Linked DNA regions of Sus scrofa: region 1 is linked to region 2. A link is a contact called in public Hi-C data. All regions are on one chromosome and are shown on one strand. The core of a region is the stretch at or near the end of the contact, and the rest is flanking DNA. Distances in the headings are between cores, read along the strand shown. Region 1 holds the start of OSBPL11 (oxysterol-binding protein-related protein 11). Region 2 holds the start of FYTTD1 (UAP56-interacting factor).

The links. Hi-C and Micro-C count contacts between places; a contact is called where the count stands out from the background.
Region 1: a Hi-C map of liver shows a contact between it and region 2, with 3 times the contacts expected there. The contact joins the promoter of OSBPL11 here to the promoter of FYTTD1 in region 2. A contact is called at or near these places in 1 of 47 Hi-C or Micro-C datasets (liver) and 1 of 2 datasets of contacts at active chromatin or transcription factors (alveolar macrophages).

What each region holds. Positions count from the first base shown.
Region 1 is chr13:134,714,689-134,719,868 of Sscrofa11.1, forward strand. It overlaps OSBPL11 (oxysterol-binding protein-related protein 11), which reads left to right and starts at 3,663. Exons shown (of 13, transcript XM_021070201.1): 1 at 3,663-4,702. The coding sequence starts at 4,506.
Region 2 is chr13:134,362,012-134,366,647 of Sscrofa11.1, forward strand. FYTTD1 (UAP56-interacting factor) reads left to right here and starts at 1,635. Exons shown (of 9, transcript XM_003358772.4): 1 at 1,635-1,873. The coding sequence starts at 1,771. It also overlaps a transcript of RUBCN not described here.

The sequences.
Region 1 (5,180 bases), core at 2,413-4,912, 350 kb after region 2:
CAAGCACTTGTCCACAAGTTTCATCACCACTGGGAGCAATGACAAAATAGTTGCTGTGTCTCTAAAGATCAAGCCTTTTCCAACTCCATGTTGTCCTCTGTTTTGGGGTTGGCATGTTCCTCCTTCACTTACCATTGCCCCACTGAAGGCATAGACTCACCAGTCTTCTTTTCCTTGAGGTCTGACTGATCATGAATGTGGGTGGCTTTCTTCTACATCTAGCAGCCCTAGTTCAGTCTGTAGAGCATGAGACTTTTACAGCTGGCTGAGCTCATGGGTTATTTAGAGATTTTTATCTCTGTCAGTATTGGACTATAAAAGAATAACTCTGGGAGTTCCCGTCATGGCTCAGTGGTTAATGAATCCGACTAGGAACCATGAGGTTGCGGGTTCTATCCCCGGCCTCGCTCAGTGGGTTAAGGACCCGGCGTTGCCGTGAGCTGTGGTGTAGGTCGCAGATGCAGCTCGGATCCTGAGTTGCTGTGGCTCTGGTGTAGGCCGGCAGCTACAGTTCCAATTAGACCCCTAGCCCAGGAACCTCCATATGCCGCCGATGCAGCCCTAGAAAAGACAAAAAAAAAAAAAAAAAAGGGATAACTCTAAACCCTATAGCTATTACCTTTTTTTTTCCTTGGATAGAAGTGTTTGGAATTTTTTTGACAAATAATTAAAGATCTTTGGGAGGGTTCTGAGTTTCAAAGAGGTGCATTCAGATTATGATCTGTGATGTGTAGAACTGACTGCAAGTGGAAAGGCCTTTGAGAATATTACTGATTGTTGCAGATCCAATCTATTTGCAGCGCTGTAGCCACTCCCACCCCCATACAGTTTATTTAGATCAATTTACTTCTCTCTACCCACACTGTCATCACCCTAGTCTAAGCCATTGTCACTTCTTCATGTCCTATAATAGTCTCCTGACTAGTCTCTCTGCTTCCTCTTTTTTCTCCCACTAAAATCAATTCTTTCTGTGGCAGCTAGAGACTTTTTTTTTTTTGCTTTTTAGGGCTGCACCCATGGCATACAGAGGCTCCCAGGCTAGGGGTTGAATCAAAGCTACAGCCGCCGGCCTACACCAGAGCCACAGCAACGCCAGATCTGAGCCCCATCTGCGACCTACACCACAGCTCACAGCAACACTGGATCCTTAACCCACTGAGCAAGGCTAGGGATCGAACCCTCAACCTCATGGTTCCTATTTGGATTCATTTCTGCTGCGCCACGATGGGAACTCCTAGAGGCTTTTTTAAAAATTACCTTTATTTTTATAAAATTCACTTACCATGAATTCATCCATTTGAAGCATACAGTTAAGTAGGTCTTAGTATATTTACAAGATTGTGCAACTATCACCACCAAAATAATTTTGTTTTATTTAAATTTTTTTTTTTTGGTTGTGCCCATGGCATGTTCCTGGGCCAGGGATCAAACCCGTGCCATAGCAGTGCCTTGAGCTGCTACAGTGACAACACTGGGTTCTTAACCTTGATGAGCCACAGAGGAACTCCATCACTAATCTAACTTTAAAACATTTTCATGACCCCTCAAAAAACCTCATAGCCATTAGCAGTCACTTTCCATGCCTCCTTCCTCCCAGCACCTGGCAACCACTAATCTGCTTTCCGCCTCTATAGGTTTGCCTATCTTGGACATTTTTTATAAACGGAATCATACAATATGTGGCTTTTGGTGTCTTGATTCTTGTGCTTAGCATAATGCTTTTGAAATCTATCTTTGTTGTAGCATATATTAGCACTTCATTCCTTCTATAGCCAAATAATATTCCATTGTATGGATATACCACCTTTCAGATTTCTACCTGTGGTATATGAAGGTTTCAATTTCTCCACATCCCAATAACCAATGCTGGTTAGTCTCTATCCTTTTTCTTTATTTTTTTTTTTGGCTCGCCCACAGCATGCTGAAATTCCTGGGCCAGTGATTGAACCTGCACCGCAGTTGGGACAATGCCAGATCCTTAACCTGCTGCACCACAAGAGAATTTCCTCCCACGTCTCTCTTGTCCCCAAATAAGTAAAGCTAGCTTTTTCCTTAGCTTCCTCGCCTTTCTTTAATCTCTCACTTTAAATATCATCTCCTCGGAGTTCCCGTCGTGGCTCAGTGGTTAACAAATCCGACTAGGAACCATGAGGTTGCAGGTTCGATCCCTGGCTTTGCTTAGTGGGTTAAGGATATGGCCTTGCCATGAGCTGTGGTGTAGGTCGCAGAGGCGGCTGGGATCTGGCGTTGCTGTGGCTGTGGCAAAGGCCGGCGGCTACAGCTCTGTTTAGACCCTTAGCCTGGGAACCTCCATATGCCGAGGGAGTGGCCCTAGAAAGACAAATAAATAAATAAATATCATCTCCTCATAGATAACTTTCCTCAACTGTTTTTTTTTGTTTGTTTTTTTTGGTTTTTTTTTTTGCTTTTAAGGGCCACACCCACAGCATAAGAAGGTTCCCAGGCTAGGGGTCGAATCAGAGCTTACAGCTGCCAGCCTACACCACAGCCACAGCAATTCAGGATATGAGCCCATCTTGGACCTACACCACAGCTCAAGGCAAGGAAGGATCCTGAGGCGAGGGATCGAACCCTCAACCTCATGGTTCCTAGTTGAATTCATTTCCACTGCGCCATGTCAGGTAACTCCTCTCAACTGTTTTCTCTAAGGTAAGTTCTCCACTCCATCTCACTTATTTTCTTTTTCTTTTTTTACTCAGTGAATTTTATTACATTTATAGGCATACAATGATCGTCACAACCAAATTTTATAGCATTTCCATATCTCACTTTTTTTTTTTTTTTTTTTTTTTTTTGGTCTTTTTGCCATTTCTTGGGCGCTCCCGCGGCATATGGAGGTTCCCAGGCCAGGGGTCTAATCGGAGCTGTAGCCGCCGGCCTACACCACAGCAACTCGGGATCCGAGCCGCGTCTGCGACCCACACCACAGCTCACGGCAACACCAGATCCTTAACCCACTGAGAGATGCCAGGGATGGAACTGCATCCTCACTAAAATTATGTCAGATTCTTAACCCACTGAGCCACAACAGGAACTCCCAACAGTTGCTTTTTTATTTATAACACTGATTTGCCTTATGCCAATATCACAGGTTTTTTTTTTTGTAAAATTATTAAAATGAATAGATGGTTTTTGGTTTTGTAATTTTATTTATTTATTTAATCTTTTTAGGGCCACACCTGCAGCACATGGCAGTTTCCAGTCTAGGGGTTGAATTGGAGCTGCAGTTGGGGGCCTACACCACAACCACACTGGATCTGAGCTGCCTCTGCGACCTACACCACAGCTCGCAGCAACACCAGGTCCCCAACCAACTGATGGAAGCCAGGGATCAAACCCATGTCCTCGAGGATACCACCCGGGTTTGTTACCGCTGCGCCAGGAGGGGAACTCCCTGTTTTTGTAATTTCTTATAGAAATGACATTTTTCTAAGTTTTCTCCCTAAAATGGCTGGAATGGGCCCTGGAACAGAAGGCCTGCACCGGGTTAGGAAGACCGGAAGCCACCCTCCACTAGGGCGCTAAGTCCTTTACTTCTCCCTCTTCGTCAGTCCCCCTGCCTCCGCCCTCTGCCACCCTCCCCGCCCTTCCTTTGGAGTCCACCGCCCAGGCCCCGCTATCCCCGAGGCTCCGCCCCCTTCAGGGCTGCGCGCCCTGCTCCAAGATGGCGCCCAGGGCTTCCGCTCTGAGGGAAGTGAGCTCATGGTACTCCGGAAGGGAAGGCGGGGAGAGAGCAGGCGGGTGGGTGACCTACCGTGGGACTGTGGGTGGGGCGGCGGCCGCCGTTGTGGCTCTCACATTTGGATTGGGGAGAGGGTGAGGGACTAGTCCGCCCCTGAGAACCGAGTCGAGGGCCCGAGGCCGAGCGTGCTGGAGGAAGTCGCCCCGAGCGGCTCGCCTTTGCCGGAGGCAGGGTAGCCCTGGGAGCCGGCGTCCCGCCCCCGGCGGCCTCCCTCCCCAACCCTCCTCCCCGGCTGCGCGCGGGCTGCTCCCGCTCAGTCTTGGGGGCTGCGGCGGGAACCGCCGAGAGGGGTGGACGGGGCCCTTCCCGCTGAGGACCGGCTGGAGAAGAAGAGGGAGCGCGGCGGGTCAAGTCTGTCAGCCCAGAGGTCAGGCCGCGAGTCCCGGTCCGTGGCCCGTCCTCCTCCCAGCCCTCTTGGCTGGAGTCCGCGACCTCCCCACGCTCCTTCTGCTTCTCCTTTGAGCATGCCACCAAGTCCTCGGGCAGGGTGATTTTTTTTTCTTCCTTGTTTTTGCCCGAAAGGAGACATCTATTTAAAGGACATCTATTCTCATCGCTACTCCTCTCCTCTTAAAAGTTTTCCTTCACGAGGAATGCTTGTATTCGTTCCCTGGATTATTTGATGGTTCCTACTCCAGCCACCGTCTCATTTGGCAATTGGGATCACCTTCAGATCAAATCTTAAATCTCACCACTTACAAAACTACCATACAGAGTTGTTCTCTCCGCCCGAGAGGGGCAAATGGACTTTGAAGTTAAGATGCAGGGAGGTGAACCACTGTCAACAATGAAAGTCTCAGAGAGCGAAGGAAGGCTGGAGGGCCTGGCCACCGCGGTGACCCCCAACAAGAACAGCAGCAACAGCAGCTGTGGGGGTGGAATCAGCAGCAGCAGCAGCGGCAGCAGCAGAGGTGGCAGTGCCAAAGGCTGGCAGTACAGGTATGGCCCTTTCTCCAAGGTGAGGGTGGGGGTGTGTTGGACCCCGAGTTCCTGCAGTTGTTGAAGGGTAAAGCTTATCCACTGACTTCCGCAGGTAACAGATACATCTCGTTTGGATCTGGGGTCTCATCTTTCATTAGCAAGATTTAATTCATTTGTCCATTCAACAGGTATCTATTGAAGGCCCTTTGGAGAACACAGAAATGTTTCTCTGGACTTTCTCTACAGCTTTGGAGTTAATTTTGACTCTGATTTGATGCTGTACTCCTCTTTTTTCCTATATTGTAATTTGATTTGGGGTTTTTTTTGTTTTTTTGTTTTTTTTGCTTTTTAGGGCCGCACTTGCGGCATATGAAGGCTCCCAGGCTAGGGGTCTAATCGGAGCTGTAGCCACTGGCCTATGCTAGAGCCACAGCAACGAGGGAAGTGAGCCGCGTCTGCAACCTACACCACAGCTCAAGGCAATGCTGGATCCTTA
Region 2 (4,636 bases), core at 385-2,884:
TTGATATGGGGAGGATTTTATCCATTTGGGATTCTTATTACCTGTTTTAAGCTGCCTATAGAACAAATAGTATCCAAACTCTAAATGCATTAATTTTCTTCCTTTTACAAAATTAAGAAAACCCAACATTCCTCCCTGTAGTTTGCTCCCACAAAGAAGTAGAGATTGCAGAAGTTATTTCTAGTGAGAGAAGGACAGCAAGGAGAAAAATGTCTTTTGCCTAAAAGATTTTAGATCTGTAAGGAATCTTAGAAATAATTAAGTATAACATATATTTAGTTTAACTACTTGCTTTGAAGATGAGTAGGAGGCCCAGACACTCTCCCAAGTTCACAAGGTGAATAGCTCAATTGAGTAAAAAGGTACCACTTAATAAAACCAAGGTCTCTCTTGTACATCTATACAATCCAGTTCCCTAGTTTTTAACAGTAGGGAGAGGGGTGGCAACTACAGAGTGGAATAGTAGTAAAATCAAGCACATTGTGCTAAGAGCATACACGCTACTCTCCTTGACATGCTGAATATTGTTCTTGGGTCTTTTTGAGTCCAAACATTCCTCTCCCATTTAAGTGTCTTGTACCCCTTCAAAGGTGCCCCTTCAGCTGATTCACGCTTCTCTTATGGTGTATTTGAGTCTTGGGCGAAAAATAAGTACAGCCTATTGTGGGTTTGAGATACTTTAGGTCACTGGTTCATTTCTATGCAAAAAGAAATTTTAGGAAGTGGAGAGGGGGAAGGTTGCAGAGATTCCTAAATGACCAGAATACTTGACCCTGATTTTTTCCCAAGATGCAAATGTCTTAGATATTTAAGCTCCTCTGAGGATGATATAACCAAAATACGTCCACACAAGCAGGGTTACTTTAGAGGAGAAGGAGGTAAAAAGAGAGGGAATATCACGTTTTGTCAATAGGAGGAAAAAGTTGTTATGCAGGAATTCATCAAATATTAAGAAATTTTCCTAAAGAGATGATTAGGGGGAAAAAAAAGAATCTTCCTATCAATTCTCAACGCAAATGAATTAGAGAAAAACGCAGCCAAATAAACAGAAGTACTTACCCCTCTCCCAAAGGAAGGTGAGGTCTTATTAAGATAGCCAGTACCATGCAAAATGTTTTGAGAGTGCCAGCTGAGAAGTGGTACAGATATGGGAAACGTTAGCATTTACTTTTATTAGTGTGGTGACGCAAGAATTATCAGTGCAGTCTTTGCTTTGTGTCCAGACGTGGCGACTCCACAAGCTGCAGGTAGAAGAGCTGGCCAGGGAGAGGGGAGCTAGAACGCAGTTCTGCCACCCACACTCGCAGGGTCTGTTTTGCCTCCGAGGCTGCATTGCAGTGGGTTGTGAACATTCGTGTGTACCAAAGCTTAGAGGGCATTTCTGTAGCAGGAAGGACTCGAAGGGCACAGAGGAACATGATCTCATTTAAGGCATGTGATTCTGAGGCGCTCAGGGTCCAACATAATTTGGGTAGCACGGCGAACTGCCGAAACAGCTGGCTGGCTAGTGGCCACCGCAGCGGCTGCAAGGTTTCCTCCCCTCCAGCAAGAGCCGCTAGGCGCGAGTCGCGTGGAAGGGGCCGCTCTCGCCCGCCACTCATCTCTGTGGTTCCTCCCCCAGCCCTCGGCCGCTGGTGGGAGGGGAGGACGCCGGCGGCACGCGTGCGCACTCCCTCGGTGCAGCTAGTCTGCGTGCGTGCGTGAGTGGGAGGTGACAGGCCTCAGCCTCTGGCCTTCTCCGCTGACTGCTCCTACGCGACGTCTCTAACCATGAACCGGTTTGGTACCCGGTTAATGGGGGCCGCGGCGACCCCGCCACCGCCGCCGAAAGCCCGCAGCAATGAAAACCTCGACAAAATTGATATGTCTTTGGGTGAGGAGCCGAGTCGGACCTTGTTGGAGCGGGAGGAGGTGTGGGTGGATCCAAGTACCGCGGTTGGTGGGGGAAGGGGCGGTCGGCCGCAGTTGTAGATCGAGTTTTCTTGCGGGTGGGCGGAACCAAGGAAGGGCTGATGGGGAACCCGGCGAGCGTTCGCTGGTGTTGGGGTCGGGCCTGAGGGCCTGGGGGTGGAGTGTCCCTTCGGCGGAGATGTGTCTGAAGGGGGCGGGGGCGCTTCGGGCCCGGAGCTTGGGAACGTCGAGGGGGGCGGACCCTCTTCGCCCCGGCGGGGCGCTACCACTCGCGGGTGACCCCGGCTCTTTGTGAGGGAAACCGGCAGGTTTCACCTCAGGCTTGTGCACTGTGGGCATTAGCGGGGGGGCGAAGGCAGGGGTCCGACGGAGCCATCCTTTCTGAGGAAAGCTCCTCGAGAGCCCGGCTGATTCGGTTAAATCCGTGCTTCCAGCGATGGGCTGGTTGGGCGTTTTCTGCGCCCGGGCCTACGGCCTGGCGCCAAATAGAAGCGTAAAGACGCCCCGAGATTTGGCCGTTTCTGACGGGCGCTTTGACGGAAAGGAACGATCGTTAGGAAGGCCTTCAGGTGGGGTATTAGGTAGTGCCTAGAAGAGCGCATTCTCCCCAGCCAGGCCTCCAAGTTAGCACGTTAGCGCAGAACGAAACGAAAACCAGGGTTGGGGAAACCAGATAAAGCGTAGAATCTAGAAAAGTGGGGTGGTTTGGTGGTGATTAGGTGAAAAGTAGGAAGACTGGCGATTCAATTAAAAATTTAGACCTAACACTATTGAGGCATCGGTCTTCTGTGTTTGCTTACTTGGTTTTAAAGTAATTCCGTTTTTGTCGGAATTTAGGTTATGGATTTGATGTATTAGCTTTGCCTGCCCTTTCTGTGGCCTCCAGTTTGTCGGTTTGTCGGATATTTGAAAAGTACCCGGCTTTTCCAAGGGCGGTATTTTTCTTTTCTTTTCTTTTGTGGTTTTTCTGCATAGTTCTTGGTCAAAAGTCAAGAACTCTTGGTTTCTATGATTGCCACAAGTTAGAACCCAATGTGTAAATCAAGCAAATCATCAGAAATCATAGGTTTGACCTTAAGTCTTGCCTATTCCTAAAGACCTCCGAAGAAATGAGAAATCTATTGAACTAAGGTCAAGAAAAAAATATAATACGAGAAGTTCCCGTCGTGGCTCAGTGGTTAACGAACCCGACTAGCATCCACTAGGACGCGGGTTCGATTCCTGCTCAGTGGGTTAAGGATCCGGCCTTGCCGTGAGCTGTGGTGTAGGATGGCGAGCTGTGGTGTAGGATGGCGGCTACAGCTCCGATTTGACCCCTAGCCTGGGAACCTCCATATGCTGTACATGCAGCCCTAAAAAAAAAACAAAAGACAAATGTGTGTGTGTGTGTGTGTGGTACAAATCTTTATTGAGTCCTTACTCCTTGTCAGGCAGTGGAATAAGCATTTTATATGTGTTGACTAAGTCCCATGATAACCCTATGAGGTATATACTCCTGATGAAAAAAAAATCACATTCAGTTCAAATTCTGCCTCTGCCACTTAGTAGGAACGTAGTAGTCTTGGGCAAATTACTTCTCAGTGCCTCATCTCTAAAAAGGTGATGATAATAATAGTGCTAATCTACCTCCAAGGGTTGCTGTATTGAATGAGTCAATAGGCATGTATAAACTGCCCAGAACAGTACCTGGTACAAAATAAACACTATATTTACATACATACACTCTCTTCCCCCCATATATATATATATATATATGCCATTGTCGTTTTTCCCATTTTGTAAACCTGAGGCAAAGAGAAATTAAATAACTTGCCCAAAGTCATACAACAAGTAAGTGCTGGAGTCAGGATTTCAATCTGGCTCTAGAGCACTGGGCTATAGATGAAGGAAGTGTTAAAGATGTATTTCATAACTAATGCATTTCTTAACTTTCTAAGTTTTTTCTTTTTTCCCCTAAGTTTTTTGTATGTATTTTGTTTGGTGATTAGGATGTTCAAGTGAAAACTGAGGGATAATTCTTTTTGAAGTTAGAAATGAAGTTCAATGGATAGCTGAAATAGGGTTTGGTCTCTTTACTCCCTTATGAACTTATCAACCTTCTGTCAGGTGCCCTCAACCCCCCGCGCCTTTTTTTTTTTTTTTTTTTTTTTTTGGAGAATTTTTCAGAGATAGGATGAAGAAATATTTATTTTAGACAATTATACTTTGTGAATATCTTATTTTATCAGGTCTGCATAGGTTTTAGAATATAATTTTTTTGTTTAAAATTGTGGCTCTATTAGATGTATATGAATGTTCGTATGGAATTATCTACCAGGATTATCTATAGCTGCCCTCATTGTGGCTCAGTTTCTTAATTTGAAAATGGGTATTATAATAGTTATTTCATAGAGTTGTGAGAATTGAGTAAATACATGTTTTCAGAACAATCCTGTTAGTACTCAGTTACTGCTATAATCAATATCATGTATATATCCCTAGTTTTTTGTTTTTTTGCCATTTCTTGGGCGGCTCCCGCGGCATATGGAGGTTCCCAGGCTAGGGGTCGAATCGGAGCTGTAGCCGCCGGCCTACGCCAGAGCCACAGCAACGTGGGATCCGAGCCACATCTGCAACCTACACCACAGCTCACGGCAACGCCGGATCGTTAACCCACTGAGCAAGGGCAGGGATTGAACCCGCAACCTCATGGTTCCTAGTCGGATTCGTTAACCACTGCGCCACG